Linked DNA regions of Sus scrofa: all the other regions are linked to region 1. The links are chromatin contacts, called in public HiChIP or PLAC-seq and promoter capture Hi-C maps. All regions are on one chromosome and are shown on one strand. Each heading gives the region's core, a stretch centred on a gene start, on an enhancer-like site or on the middle of the called end of the contact. The rest is flanking DNA. Distances are from core to core; before and after follow the strand shown. Region 1 holds the start of C17H20orf24. Region 2 overlaps DLGAP4 (disks large-associated protein 4). Region 3 holds the start of LOC102165279 (transcription initiation factor TFIID subunit 4-like).

Region 1 (4,208 bases), core at 1,478-3,977:
CTTTAGTCATCACACACACACACACAGACACAGTAACTAAAAACAGAAATCAAATCCTCCAAAGTAGCAACTGCCTTTCCTATAAAAAGAAAATATCTCTCTGAAAAGAAATGATACCATGCAAGATACCCAAGACTTACCCTGCTATTCCCAAGAAACCTCGCAAGGGTAGCACTCCCCAAATGACACCTAGGACCACAGCAATGATCTGTCGGAACCAGTAGATCACATCTAAAAATTCATCCTGCAGAAAAGAAAGAGAATGCGTGCATTATCTGAGGTGGGCGCCATAGACGGCCTCTTGCTAAATGCATCTTCCAGGGAAATTTTTCCTAAAAGCAATGGTATATGGGTCTCGAATCTCCACATCTTTTTTTTTGGTCTTTTGTTGTTGTTGTTGTTGCTATTTCTTGGGCCGCTCCTGCGGAGGTTCCCAGGCTAGGGGTTGAATCGGAGCTGTAGCCACCAGCCTACACCAGAGCCACAGCAACTAGGGATCCGAGCCGCGTCTGCAACCTACACCACAGCTCACAGCAACGCCGGATCGTTAACCCACTGAGCAAGGGCAGGGACTGAACCCGCAACCTCATGGTTCCTAGTCGGATTCGTTAACCACTGCGCCACGACGGGAACTCCTCCACATCTTTTTATACTAAAATGTAGTTTAAAAAAAAAAAAAGATATATTGGACTTCCCTTGTGGCTCACCAGGTTAAGGATCCAGCATTGTCACTGCAGTGGCTCAGGTAACTGCTGTGGCAAGGGTTCAATCCCTGGCACAGGAATTTTCACATGCCATGGGCACAAACAATCAAAAATGACATATATTTAGTTACCCTAAGTGATGGCTTCCAGGGCATGTGCTCTGAATAAAAATTTTAGAAAAATCATTTATCCTTTTTTAGAAGCTGTAAAAATGAAAGTGTGATAGTAACTGAGCTACCCGTCATAAATAACTCTTATTATGTCACCTGGGGAGACCTGGACAGACTCCACAGGCAGAAGGGTTAACTGTTAACCAATTCAGCATCACCTTCCCACAAACTACATTCTGAGTAAGTCACAAAGAAGAGAACAGATTAGAAACAAAAGTGCTGGAAGCAGGTCTAATTTTTTAAAAAAATTTTAAGTTTTTTTTTGTTTGTTTGTTTTTTACTTTTTAGGGCTGCACCCATGGCATTTGGAAGTTTCCAGGCTAGGGGTCTAATTAGAGCTACACCCGCTGGCCTACACCACAGCTCACAGAAATGCCAGATCCAGGACCCACTGAGCGAGGCTAGGGATCAAACCCAAGTCCTCATAGAAACTTGATGGATTCACTTCCTCTGAGCCACAAAAGTAACTCCAGCATATCTAATTTTTTATGTAAGAACATGGAAGTCTCAGGCTTCTGACCTGCCCTAGACTGCAGAAATGTGTCCTTATACAAAGAAAGAAAGAAATGACACAGCAAAGTAGAAAGTTTTTACAGAGAGCTCAGCAGACTGGGGACAGGAAGAGGGACCTTCAGGAAGTGCCTCCCAACCCTGCCCCTCTTCCAGAAATACCTACCTCTGCAGTCCAAAAAAACTAGGGAAAGAATGCAAACACAACATTCTTTTCAGGATAATGGGAATCAAGTTGTTTCTGATGGTTCCTTCTACACCAGGGAGCAGAGCTGGGGAAGTGTTTACACTCAGATCTTACGAATGTATTTGATCAGTAAAGACATTGCGAAGTCTCCCAAACATTTCTCACATACATGCGGTGGTTTCTCCTCCACCCTCCCTCCCTCTCTCTCACAAACACACTCAACCCCTGAAAGCTCTCAGTCTCCCCTCTCAACTCTTCACCCTTATTTAAGTGGACGGTTTTTTCAGTAAGCAGTGGCAGCTCCTCTTTAGTACGCTTCACTGTGCTAAAGCTGTAAGGCACCACAGCACCCCATCTCAGTTGTTCTGAGACGTGAATGAGATGATGCAGAGTGCGCCTGACACACAGCAAGTATTCAGTAGAAGTCTGTTACTGTTCGTGCTAACGACGGTAGCAAGTAGTTAATTTGGAGAAGATAAGTCACTTACTCAAGATCCTACTGGGAGTAAAATGCGGAGATCTAATCGAACTCAGCTCATTCCCACTGCTCAGGCACACGACCTGCCCGAGGAGGTGGGACCGGGGGCAACTCCTCCGGCCCCTCCTTGCTGACCCAGCAGACTTCACCCTTAGATCACTCCGTGGTGAGCCCGGAGCCCAGCCGTCAGGCTCGGGTCCGCCAAGTTCGACCAGACACCCTTGGGCCACATGCCCCACCACTCTACTGCGTCCGGACCGGGCAGGTGCAGGCTCGGGCCTGTCCATTCGTCCCCGAGTCCCAGCTGACTATTCGAACGTGCGCCCTCGCCAGGCCCCACCGCACCTTGTCCTCCCAGGCCGCGTCGCTCCGCAGCACTTTGCTCCAGACAGAGACTTTGAGGGCCCCGTTGGCCAGCTGCGGCTGAGGCGGCTCCTCCTTCCGCCGCCCGCCGCTCATCCTCCCGTCGCGCCGCCCGGGCCGGGCCTGGGGCGCGCGGGCCGATCTAAAAGGGGTCGGGGTCTGGAGTCACGGGTCACGGGGCGCCGGGCGGTGGTGGTGGCACTCAGCGGACGTGTTCGGCGGCGCGCCTGCGGCTGCCCGCACCTAACCAGGCAGCCCGGCTCTGCTCTCTCGGCCGAGACCAGGAGGTCGGTGGGCGGAGCAACGCAGCACCGCGCGTCCTCCCGCCGACGTGCCCACGCAGCCAATACACGGCCGCGCAGCCGTAGAGCGAAAGAGGAGGGGCTATCGCTTCGGCGCAAGCGCCCTACGCGCGGCAGTCATGACAAATTTCCGCCAGCAGCGCGGTAGAGGGAGAAGGAAGGGACACTCTTGGTGGGGACGGCGACACGAGCGCAAGGAGGCGCTATGGAGACGGAGGAATGGCGTCTGAGGCGAAAGCGGAGATTGGACATGAGGCTCACCCAATCCACTTTAGCTTGACCCCAGGAGCAGCAGGACAGAACGCAGCCCTTCATTCCCCAAGGCGCTTTTTAAAGCCCAAACCTTGCTTCCCTGGAGCCACAAATTGCTTTTCTGGATTTAAGCCCTTGCTTTTTTTCCCTCCTAACCGTGCAAGTCCTATAGGACTTTGTTCGGGAAGTTAACTCAGAAATTTTTCTGTAATAAGTTGGGGTCTCCTCATGCCTAGCACCCTCTTTTGGACCGTCTTTTGGCAAATGTATGCCTTGAGATCCAAAGAGGGGAAATGATTTTCTGAAACTGTGTATAGCATGTTGGAACCAGCTGCAGAGGAGCAAGTGGAAAGAGTATTTTATTAGGTATCAGCATATTTGAGTATTCATCTACTGTGTCCTCGCTATGGACTTGGTTAGATGTTCACAAAGTGTTTTTCTGGAGCAGCAGCAGCTGCATCGCCTGGGAACTTGATTAGAGATTCAAATTATCAGACCTCAGAGTTCCCGTCTTGGCTCAGCGGGTTAAGAACCCTACCAGTGCCTAGAAGGATGTGAGTTGGATTCTTGGCCTCGCGCTGTGGGTTGAAGGTCCGTCCTTGCTGCAAATTCAGGCATAGGTCACAGATGTGGCTCGGATTCAGTGTGACTGTGGCTGTGGCCGGCTTCTGCAGCTCTGATTCAACCCCTAACCCAGGAACTTCCATATGCTGTGGGTGCAGCCCAAAATGAAGGAAAACAAAACAAAGCAAAACATTCTCAGACTCCATCCCGGACCTACTAATTGGAAATTCTGGGGCAGAGTGCACAATCGGCATTTCAATAAGTCCACCAGGTGGTGCCATGCTTGCTGTGCTGTGTAACAAGGCACTTCATTCCAGTGAGGTGGGTATATAGAATCAAAGTAACTTGCTCAACTAATATCTGGGTCTGTCTGACTTCAAAATCTGCACATGTACCCTTTTTGTGGTTTTTTGTTTATTTCTTTTTAGGGCCAGACCCGCAGCATTTGGAAGTTTGAGGGCCAGGGATTGAAACTGAACTGCAGCTGCGACTTGAGCTTCAGCTGTGGCAAAGGACAGATCCTTTAACCCACTGTGCTGGACCAGGAATCAAACTTGAACCTCTGCAGCGACCCTAGCCACTGCAGTGGGATTCTTAACTCACTGCATCACAGCGGGAACTCTAAAATCTGCATTCTCAACCTTAGATTTTTTTTTTTTTTTTTTTCTTTTTAGGGCT
Region 2 (4,281 bases), core at 1,621-4,120, 170 kb after region 1:
GGCCCCGTCAGTTGCCCTCTTCTCCCCTTGTGTCCCCGTCCTCACAGCCCTGGCCTTTGGGGGGGGGGGGTCTCATCTCTCTCAGCCGCACCTGCAATAGGCCTGCTATCCACAAAATCCAGCTTCTGTTCCCCCACCCGCTTTGCTGAGTGACCTAGGCAAGTCTCTTCCCTTCTCTGTGCCAAATGTAAAATGGAGAGAAGAATCTTACTCAAGAATAGGATACAGTCTTTCCAATTCCACGGTGGTGATTTTTGCATAAAGGTATAATAATAACAAAAGCAACTATTTGAAAGGACTGTTGAGCCATTTTGATGCCGGGCACTGCACTAAGCACTTGGAAAATATTATCTTTGACCTCACAGTTACTATGCTACACTTAAATCATTCACTTAGTTTCTCCTTAGACTGATTATTTAGGAAAACTCTGGAAGTCCCAAGGCATTGAGCCTGACTTTGTGTTGCTCTTCCCAACTGCACCAGCCCCTGCTCCTCCTCCAACACAATCAGGTGCCTTTGTACCACTCTTCCCCCTGCCTAGAGTGCCTCCCAGCATTACTCCTGCCCTCACTTCCTTCAAGTGTCTGCTCAAACATCTTTCTCAATGACTTCTACCCTGGTCCCCTGTTTATGCTGCAATACCTCTCCCCTCCTCCTGCCAGCACTCCCAGTACTCCTTACCCTCCACTACTTCCAATAAGCCATATACTTATTTGTGTTATTTATGTTTATGATTTTGTCTGCCTCCCTGCTTTACCCCCACCCCCGCCATCCCCACAGTGAATGTCCTCTCTCTGAAGGCAGAGGCTTTCATTTTGTTCACTGATAACATCCATGGTGCCTAGAGCAGAGCCTGGCCCGTTGTAGATGATGGTAAACATCTATTCAGTAAAGAGCTGCCTCCTTGCAAAACTCCCGTCCTTAACCACCACCATAGGGCCTCCAAGGTTCAATTTAAGCACCACAGTCTCTCCTCCTTTGGCCTGACTTCTCTACCCATGAGGGAGTAAGGGATGCTTCTCTCTTGTTCAAGAATCTCAATCCTGGGAGTCCTGGCCTGCCCATCAATCCTTAAGCCCCGTTGCCGTTTCCCCCAAAGGCTCAATGGGTCTGCCTAAAAGTGGAACTTAGGAGAGTGACAGTGCTGCATGGAGCACACAGTAGGCACTCAATTAACCAGAAACTTCCTTGTCTGAGGCTTAATGGGGCCCAGGGAGGAAGCCTGCCTTTTGCCCAGTGCCCTCTGCAGAGAGGTGCCTGTTTCAGCAAGAAGGAATTCTGGCTCCTCCTCATTTACTCTAGGAAGGTCTCCTGGACCCTCCCATTACTCTCTAACTCTTTGCCCCCTGCCTACACCTCACTGTGCTTTGCCTGAACCACTGCACAGCCTCTAATCCATCCTGCCCATGTTGCCAGATAATTCTCCCTGAAACTCCTTTGATCATGCTGAACCTCTTTGCCAGACCCTGGATGGCTCCCACACACATACAAGGGAATGGGGAACTCAAGTCAAGCGGACACAGGTGGGAAACAGTTCCCTGACCTACCGAGTGACCTTGACTTGATACTCACTGCCTCCAGGCTGCAGTTTCTTTGTGAAACATCTGTAAACATGTGTGTATGTGTGATTACCTGAGCTAAATCAGGAATGTCAGATAAGTGCAATGCTCCTGGCCAAAGCAGACATCACCAATTTACAGCAGCACATTTCTTTGCTTAACTCAGTCTCAGTCCTGAGCTCCAGAAATCAGATTTGACACATGAGTTGAAGTCTATTTTTTCCCCCTCTGGAGATGACGGTCTTAGAGGTTCCTCTCTGCTCTGACACTCTGGGGACTGCAGTGTCCAATCTGACAGGAGCCTGTAGTATAATAACCAGAGATTGCGGAGGGTTAGTTCTTGGAGGAGACCAAAGCTAACTAGAAGGCTGTCTGCTGAGTGGAATTTTGTCAGCCTCCCTTCCTGTGCCTATGGAAGAGTGAATCAGAGAAGAAACAGAGAGAGTTGTGGGGGAGGAGAGAGGGGACAAACAAGGGAGGACATAGCATTCTGTGACTTGGATAAAAGGTGTTTGTGGAGCCCAAACCCAAGCCTCACATCATAGATGGAGAATTTGAGGCAAAAGGAGCCAGGACCTACCCAGAGTGACACCAACGAAGCTGAAACTAGAACCCTGGGCCCTTGAACAAGGAGCAGGAGTGTTTCCCAGGCCAGGAACCAATCCCAGCTCAGCTTAGGGCCTTGGGCACTGCCAGGGAGTGACCCCAAGTGTGTACACACACGTACCCACGTGCAGGTGCAGAGAATACAGTTGGGGGCGAGGACCACGCAGCAGCCCACCACCACCACTGCCCCTGGGTGATGTCGCAGCCTCCCTGTGATTCAGAGGGAGTGGGAGAGACATAAAAAGGAAGGTTTGGGGTCGGGGGCAGAGGAGAGAAGGGCCAGAAATTGAGAGAAAAGGGAGAGAGGGCTGTGGCAGGGCAGGGCTGAGAGACAAATGGAGGGATATGATGGTGGCGGGGGAGTGGAAGCTGGGAGAAAGGGATGGAGGAGGGGAGGAGAGGAGAATGGGTGCTAATGGTAGGTGGGCAGAGTCAGAGAAGGGAGGGGTGGGAGGGAGGATGTTCTCAGTTCTTTCTTTTTCTCAGACGCTGAGGGGGAGGAGGCAGGATGGGACAGACTGAGGGGTAATGCCACCCCAGTGGGCCCTCTCAGGTAGGTCCTTTGGCTGGGGAGGGGCATATATATGTACCCAAGCTGCTGCTGCTGCCCCCACCATCCCAGCTGGAGCTGACTCTGCCTGCCAGTCACCTGTGAGAGCTATTTCTGGAATGTGAAATCTGGGTCAGAAAGGGGGAGGGAAAGAGGGGGTGGCTGTGTAGGCGGCCCTGGCAGCTGGGAAGCTGGCCAGCTCCATGCCCTGCCCACAGCCACTGCAGAGGGGCCCGCCCTTTCCAGGCTCTCACTGTCTCGATGACTGCCCCCCACCTCTACCCACCCCAGCATATAGCCTTGAGAGCATAATTGCTGGAGTGAGAGTGACAAAGCTTTCATGCCCCTCAGCAACTTGGGGGGCTCAGAACAGTCCTAGGCAAGGGACAGAGCCTGGACTGCTCACTTCTTGGAGTCATATGCTGAGGACAGGGGCAGCCTTCTGAGCAGGGGTGACCTCTGCAGGGAGACAGTGGCCGAGGGAGGGTGTGCCTGTGTGTGTCGGGGTGTGTCTGCAAGGAGGGAGGTGATAATGGGCAAGACTGCCATGAGTGGTGGTGCAAGGTTTTGGGGGTTTGTTTGTCTTTGCTTTTTTTTTTTTTTTTTTGCTTTTTAGGGCCGCACTAGCACGTGGAGGTTCCCAGGCTAGGGGTCGAATCAGAGATACAGCTGCCAGCCTACACCTCAGCTCACGGCAATGCCAGATCCTTGACCCACTGAGCGAGGCCAGGGATTGAACCTACAACCTCATGGTTCCTAGTTGGATTCGTTTCCACTGTGCCACGACAGGAACTCCAGTGGTACAAGTTTTACACTGATTAAGGATGCCATGTATAAGGGAGTTTCGGTTCACAACCTAGACATAATTGAACTATAGATTTATTATGGTACTGTTTGTGGCAGTAAAGGAAACCTCATTCTTTTCTCGCTCTCTTTTTTTTTTTTTCTTTTTTTGTCTTTTGTCTTTTTAGGGCTGTACCCGTGGCATATTCTTAAAACTTTATTTTTTGGCCATCCCCACGGTGTGTGGAAGTTCCTGGGCCAGGGACTGAACCTGAGCCACAGCAGTGACAACACTGGATCCTTAACTGCTAGGCCACCAGGGAACTCCAATGACCTTATTCTAATAAAAATTGTGCATCATGATAATTTTTCAACAGGTCAAACAAGATGACAGGTGTCTCTCCTAACCTAGCACTAAGGTGCCATGGGGACCAATTCCAGCTCTGGGCACAGGTCTGAAAATCTGGTGACTTCCGTTTTTCCTGCAAGGCAGGTGAGTTCACCTGCTGAACATGAGGAGATCAGAGGCTGGAGGAGAAAGAAACAAGTATGCCCTGGTCACTAAGGGGACTTGGAGAGAGCACTGAGTGGCGGAGGTGCAGGGAGTGGCTTTTTGGTGGCTCCCGTTTGTCAGGGGCATGATTTCCTCACAGGTGTGGAGGTGGCATTAGCCTTGAAGGAGATACACATGTATGTAAGAACATGTGAAATTGTATGTAGAGATTAGGTATATGTGTGTGCATGCAAGAATATCAGTGTGCATGTGTCTATAGGTTTTCATAT
Region 3 (4,495 bases), core at 1,551-4,050, 230 kb before region 1:
AGGCTCTCCTGGGGCTGCAGTATGAATTCATGACTCCCCAAGTTCAAAGACATTCAGAGCTCAGCCCCCTGCTCAGCCATGGGTTTGTCAGGAGTGGCTGAGCAGCCTGCCCTAGCATGTCCCCTGCCCAGAGTCACACTACCCAACATCTCCAAGCCCACATTCTGCATGGAGGGAGAAACTGGAGCTCGGAGAGGGAAACAATTTCCAGGAGCCACATAGCATCTCTCTGTGCCAGACCAGAACAAGCCTACAAAAATGGAGGCATCAGAACTAGAAGGTTGTCTGTTACATCAAACTAGACCAAGTGGGATCTTCTGTGGCTGGGGAAGTAGGAAGGCTTGTCCTGGGCTTTGCCCCTGTGCTATGCCGTGCCACCCTGTTTTTGATGTGTCTTTTGTGGCCCATCTCCCCCCTATATTGTGTGCTCCATGAGGTCAGGTACTCACCACTGACAAGCTCACTACTGTGTCCCTCAGGGTCCCGTCTGGTGCCTGTGGGCTGGGTGGGTGGAGAGTCACTGGGGACAGGACAACTGATGCCTTGCCAGGAGGGCGTGAGAATGCCCCTGAAGAAGTGTTTGCAGAGAACCTGCTGAGTGGTACTGCTTCTCACCTGGCTCTGTGGGGAGCACCTGGAGGACAGATCTGAGGATGGAGGAGGCACCCACACACCTAGACGCACCTAGATGGGGATGAGAAGCTGTGCCTCCTCCAAGAGGGCGACCCGCAGGAGGAGTGTATTCACTGCTGTTGGGGAGGTGGGACAGAAACACAGAAGCGGACCTAGGGCCAGTGGTGTGTCAAGGGCAGAAGGAGGTGAGCTAACAGGACTGGGGGAGTAGAGGAAGAAGGAGAAAATGGGCAGGAGGAGGGAAGAGGAGAAAGGGAAAAGGGAGAGGGGGAGAAGGGGGAGGGAAAGGAAATGAGGAGAGGGAGGAAGAAGCTGCAGAGGGGTAAACACCGCCCTGACCCCCCTTCCTCCCCGCCCCCCGCCCCGCAAGGGGTGCCACCCTGAGGTTGAGCGCCAGCCCACAGGACAGCCAAAGGACTTCACCACGTGGCTCTGTCCAGCGGTGGCTCGGTGGTATGGGGAGGGGGGTGGTGCGGGGAAGGTGTGACAGACACACGGAAAAATCAACAACACAGGAGCACAGCCTGGAAGGAAAGAAACGACACCCATCAGAGCTGGGGCTCCGGGGTCGTCCGGAGTTACTCTTGGGAGAACGCGTAGGGGATCAGAGCCACCGTGTCCGGCCTGGATCAGCCCCACAGTAGCCAAAACCTATTCCTAGAGCACCCGCTGGTCTGACTTCTCAGAACGGGTCGCCTCCATTTTAGCCAAGCAGAGCCTGAGAGCAGTCTCTGATCCCCTATCAGGGTAGGGGGAAGCGGTAGTACGCCCGGGTCAAGACGTGCAGAGCCGGGCATTCATCCAGGGCTCCACGCTCCCAACAGTTGTGAGAGGGAAGCCGAAGCAGAAGGTGTGGATCTGCGAGGTTGGGATTCCATCCCCGCTCTGCCACTGACTGACCTTGGGTTAATCGTGTGCCCGCCCTAGGCATCACTTTACGCATCTGTACAATGGGATAATCCGTCTCGCTCTGCGAGGTTCGGGGGGCGGAGTTCGCGCACGCTCCGCACAGCCGCGAGGGGCGAGGGACTCGGCGTGTATATGGATGCTGGCTCCAGCGATCTGAGGTCTGCCCGGCCTCTGCCTGGCAGTCCTCCCTCTCGCCGCTCGCGCGACCCCTGCTCGGACGCGGGGAGCAGGGGGGCCTCCGCCGGGTGCGCTCTCCGGGCCGGCAGGGGAGGGGGCGGCGGCGGAGCGGAGGAGAAAGGAGCCCGGGCCGCGGCGGACCCGGCCCGCCTGACCCTCGAGGGGGTCGCTGTTGCCTCGCAGATCCCTCCCTCGCTCGCTGCCTGCGTCCCTCCCTGCCGCTCCCGCCGCGTCCGCCTTTTGTTCGCGGAGCCGCGCGCCCCCGAGCCCAGGCGGCGGGGCGGGGAGCTGGCGGGGCTGCGCGGGGGCGGGCCGCGCCGGGCGGAGCCGGGGCCCGGGCCGCAGCCGGACTCGGAGCCCGAGGGAGCGATAGGCGCGCTGGCAGCCGGGGCCCGGGCGCGCTCCGGGGGCGCGGCGAGGCCGAGGGGGCGGGCGCCGGGCGGAGCCGGAGCCGGAGCCGGGGCGCCTGGAGGCGATCGGGCCGCTCTCTCCGAGCTCAGAGTAGCGGAGAGACCGTGCGGCGGGAGTCGGGGCCAGAGCGCAGCCCGGGAGCTGAGGTGGGCCGAGAGCAGACGCGGCCCGAGCGGCAGGAGAGGCGCCGGGGACCTCCCCCCGGGCGCGGAGGCCGGGCGGGCCCGGGCCATGCCTGCAGCTCACTGAGGCCAAGGGAGGCCGCGATGGAGGTGCCGGCGGGGGAGCCCCCTGCTCGGGGCTGCGGCCCCCCGCCCGCGCCAGCCCCTGAGAGGAAGAAGAGCCACCGAGCGCCGTCGCCGGCCCGACCCAAGGACGTGGCCGGCTGGTCGCTGGCCAAGGGCCGCCGCGGCCCAGGCCCGGGCGCCGCAGCCGCCTGCAGCTCCGCGTCCTCGGCGCGGCCGGACAAGAAGGGGCGTGCGGTGGCGCCCGGGGCGCGGGGAGCAGGGACGCGGGTGGCCGGGGTCCGCACCGGGGTCCGCGCCAAGGGCCGTCCGCGCCCAGGCACCGGGCCGCGACCGCCGCCACCGCCGCCCAGCCTCACCGACAGCAGCTCAGAGGTGTCGGACTGCGCGTCGGAGGAGGCGCGTCTGCTGGGCCTGGAGCTGGCGCTGAGCAGCGACGCCGAGTCAGCGGCCGGGGGCCCGGCGGGGGCCCGCACTGGGCAGCCGCCGCAGCCCGCGCCGCCCGCTCAGCAGCCTCCGCGGCCTCCCGCCTCCCCGGAGGAGCCGTCGGTGGCCGCGTCGTCGGTGGGCAGCAGCCGCCTGCCACTCAGCGCCTCGCTCGCCTTCTCCGACCTCACGGAGGAGATGCTGGACTGCGGGCCCGGCGGCTTCATGAGAGAGCTGGAGGAGCTGCGCTCGGAGAACGACTATCTCAAGGTGGGGGCGCTGGTGGGGGAATGGGAGGCCGCGGGAGGCGTGGGTGGCAGCCCCTCTGGCCAGAGGCACCAGCTGGCCGCTGCCCCAACGCCTGAGCTGGAAAGGGGCCTAAACCCTCAGGGGCACCCTGAGGTCTGCCTGGGGCTCCCCCGCATTCCGCTCCTTACTGTGTCTGGGAAACCTTCTCCTGAGGGAGGAACCTGGAAGCGGAGACTGCCCAAAGGCGCCTGGTTGGGGAAGGGGGCCTTGGAAGAAGTGCTTTGGAGGATGCCTAGGTGCGGTACTTGGGATGGAGGTGGGTAATCAATCAGTGAGGGGCTGGGCCTCTGATTCAGCTGCTCAGAACCCCCACCCCCACCCCAGGCCAGAGGCCAGACCTTTGGGGGCTCTCCTTTCCGGAAGAGGCGCTGGTCTGCACTGCTGCCAGGAAGACCCATGCCATCCCCTGCCAAGGAGAGGCCAGAACACCATCCTGAATCTTAACCCAGGGCTTTCCTGGCCCAGGCCTGTCCCTGCCTGCTTTTCAGGGCGGGTCCCGTTTGAAAGCATGACATCTGGGAACATCCCCTTGGCTGGAGTCCGACTTCCGCCCAGTCTAACGGTCCCACAGCCCGGGAGGATGATGTTGTGGGAGAACCGGTTCAGAGGCAGCTTCCTAAATCCCAGGATATTGTCTTCTGCTTAGTTTGGGACAGGCCCTGTACACACAGTGAATGCGTTGGTGCTTCACTGCCAGTGCCCATCTTCTTCCCATGTTACCAGTGCGAGGAGGGGCTCTGACATCCCAAAAGAGCATCCCTCTGGGTGTGTGGGGGCCTGAGAGCTTCCATGGGAGAACAGACTTTGCCTTCACCCCTGCAGGGGACATGAACACCTACTGGGTGCAGGCCAGGCTCTGTCTGTTCACTGCCTGGCACCGAGGCAGCCTCAGGGACAGCCCAGCCCTTATGTGTTGATGTTGGCCTGGGAGACTGGAAGCTTCGTGGGTTCTAGTGCCACGAGCTGGGCATGGTTTTGGAAGAGGCTGAAATGTTACCTACTCTTATCAGTTGATGTCCTGGCACAGCACCCAGGGCATCCCTGGCTAAGAGCCGCCGAGTTAATGGCACTCTGCTGATTTATGTCTGCCCAGCAACACTTAGCTTTGCATTGGCCTCTGGCCAGAGGGTTTCTCTCTCGTTAAGAGTTTTTGGGATATTGCTTAACTGTGCCTTTCCCTCCCCTCTTCCCCCAAGATCTATTATCCAATGTGGGTTTAGTAACTGCTTGTTGATTAGAGGGACAGGGTCTGTCTGAAAATGGATAATCAACCCTTTCAGCCTCTAACCTTTCCTCAGGGCAGGCCTCAGTTTCCTCATCTGTTAAATGGGAGGGGAAGTCTTCCTAAAGACCCCATTCAGTGTTGACAGTGGAAGGTTCGGTCG

What was found. Promoter capture Hi-C pulls out the DNA fragments that hold promoters and counts their contacts. HiChIP or PLAC-seq counts read pairs in DNA pulled down with a chosen protein or histone mark.
Region 2: a promoter capture Hi-C map of liver shows a contact between it and region 1, with 2.7 times the contacts expected there. The contact joins the enhancer-like site here to the promoter of C17H20orf24 in region 1. A contact is called at or near these places in 1 of 5 promoter capture datasets (liver), 7 of 47 Hi-C or Micro-C datasets (alveolar macrophages, embryonic fibroblasts, fetal heart ventricle and 4 more) and 1 of 2 datasets of contacts at active chromatin or transcription factors (alveolar macrophages).
Region 3: a contact with region 1 is called in an H3K27ac HiChIP or PLAC-seq map of alveolar macrophages. The contact joins the promoter of LOC102165279 here to the promoter of C17H20orf24 in region 1. A contact is called at or near these places in 1 of 5 promoter capture datasets (fetal skeletal muscle), 4 of 47 Hi-C or Micro-C datasets (fetal skeletal muscle, retroperitoneal adipose tissue, skeletal muscle and 1 more) and 2 of 2 datasets of contacts at active chromatin or transcription factors (alveolar macrophages and skeletal muscle).

The regions. Positions count from the first base shown.
Region 1 is chr17:39,867,368-39,871,575 of Sscrofa11.1, reverse strand. It overlaps C17H20orf24, which reads right to left and starts at 2,727. Exons shown (of 4, transcript XM_021077901.1): 1 at 2,395-2,727; 2 at 141-244. The coding sequence starts at 2,508. It overlaps LOC110257439 (a long non-coding RNA gene), which reads left to right and starts at 2,796. Exons shown (of 4, transcript XR_002340025.1): 1 at 2,796-3,851.
Region 2 is chr17:39,700,655-39,704,935 of Sscrofa11.1, reverse strand. All of the region lies in intron 5 of DLGAP4 (disks large-associated protein 4), which reads right to left. Among named protein-coding and RNA genes, the nearest start is that of DLGAP4, 76 kb to the right of the region's middle. Within about 2 kb of position 2,870, at least 19 of the 83 cell types and tissues checked have an H3K27ac peak or open chromatin away from gene starts, as enhancers often do.
Region 3 is chr17:40,096,704-40,101,198 of Sscrofa11.1, reverse strand. LOC102165279 (transcription initiation factor TFIID subunit 4-like) reads right to left here and starts at 2,800. Exons shown (of 3, transcript XR_002340154.1): 1 at 2,735-2,800; 2 at 450-1,157. SOGA1 (protein SOGA1) reads left to right here and starts at 2,397. Exons shown (of 15, transcript XM_005672920.3): 1 at 2,397-3,071. The coding sequence starts at 2,397.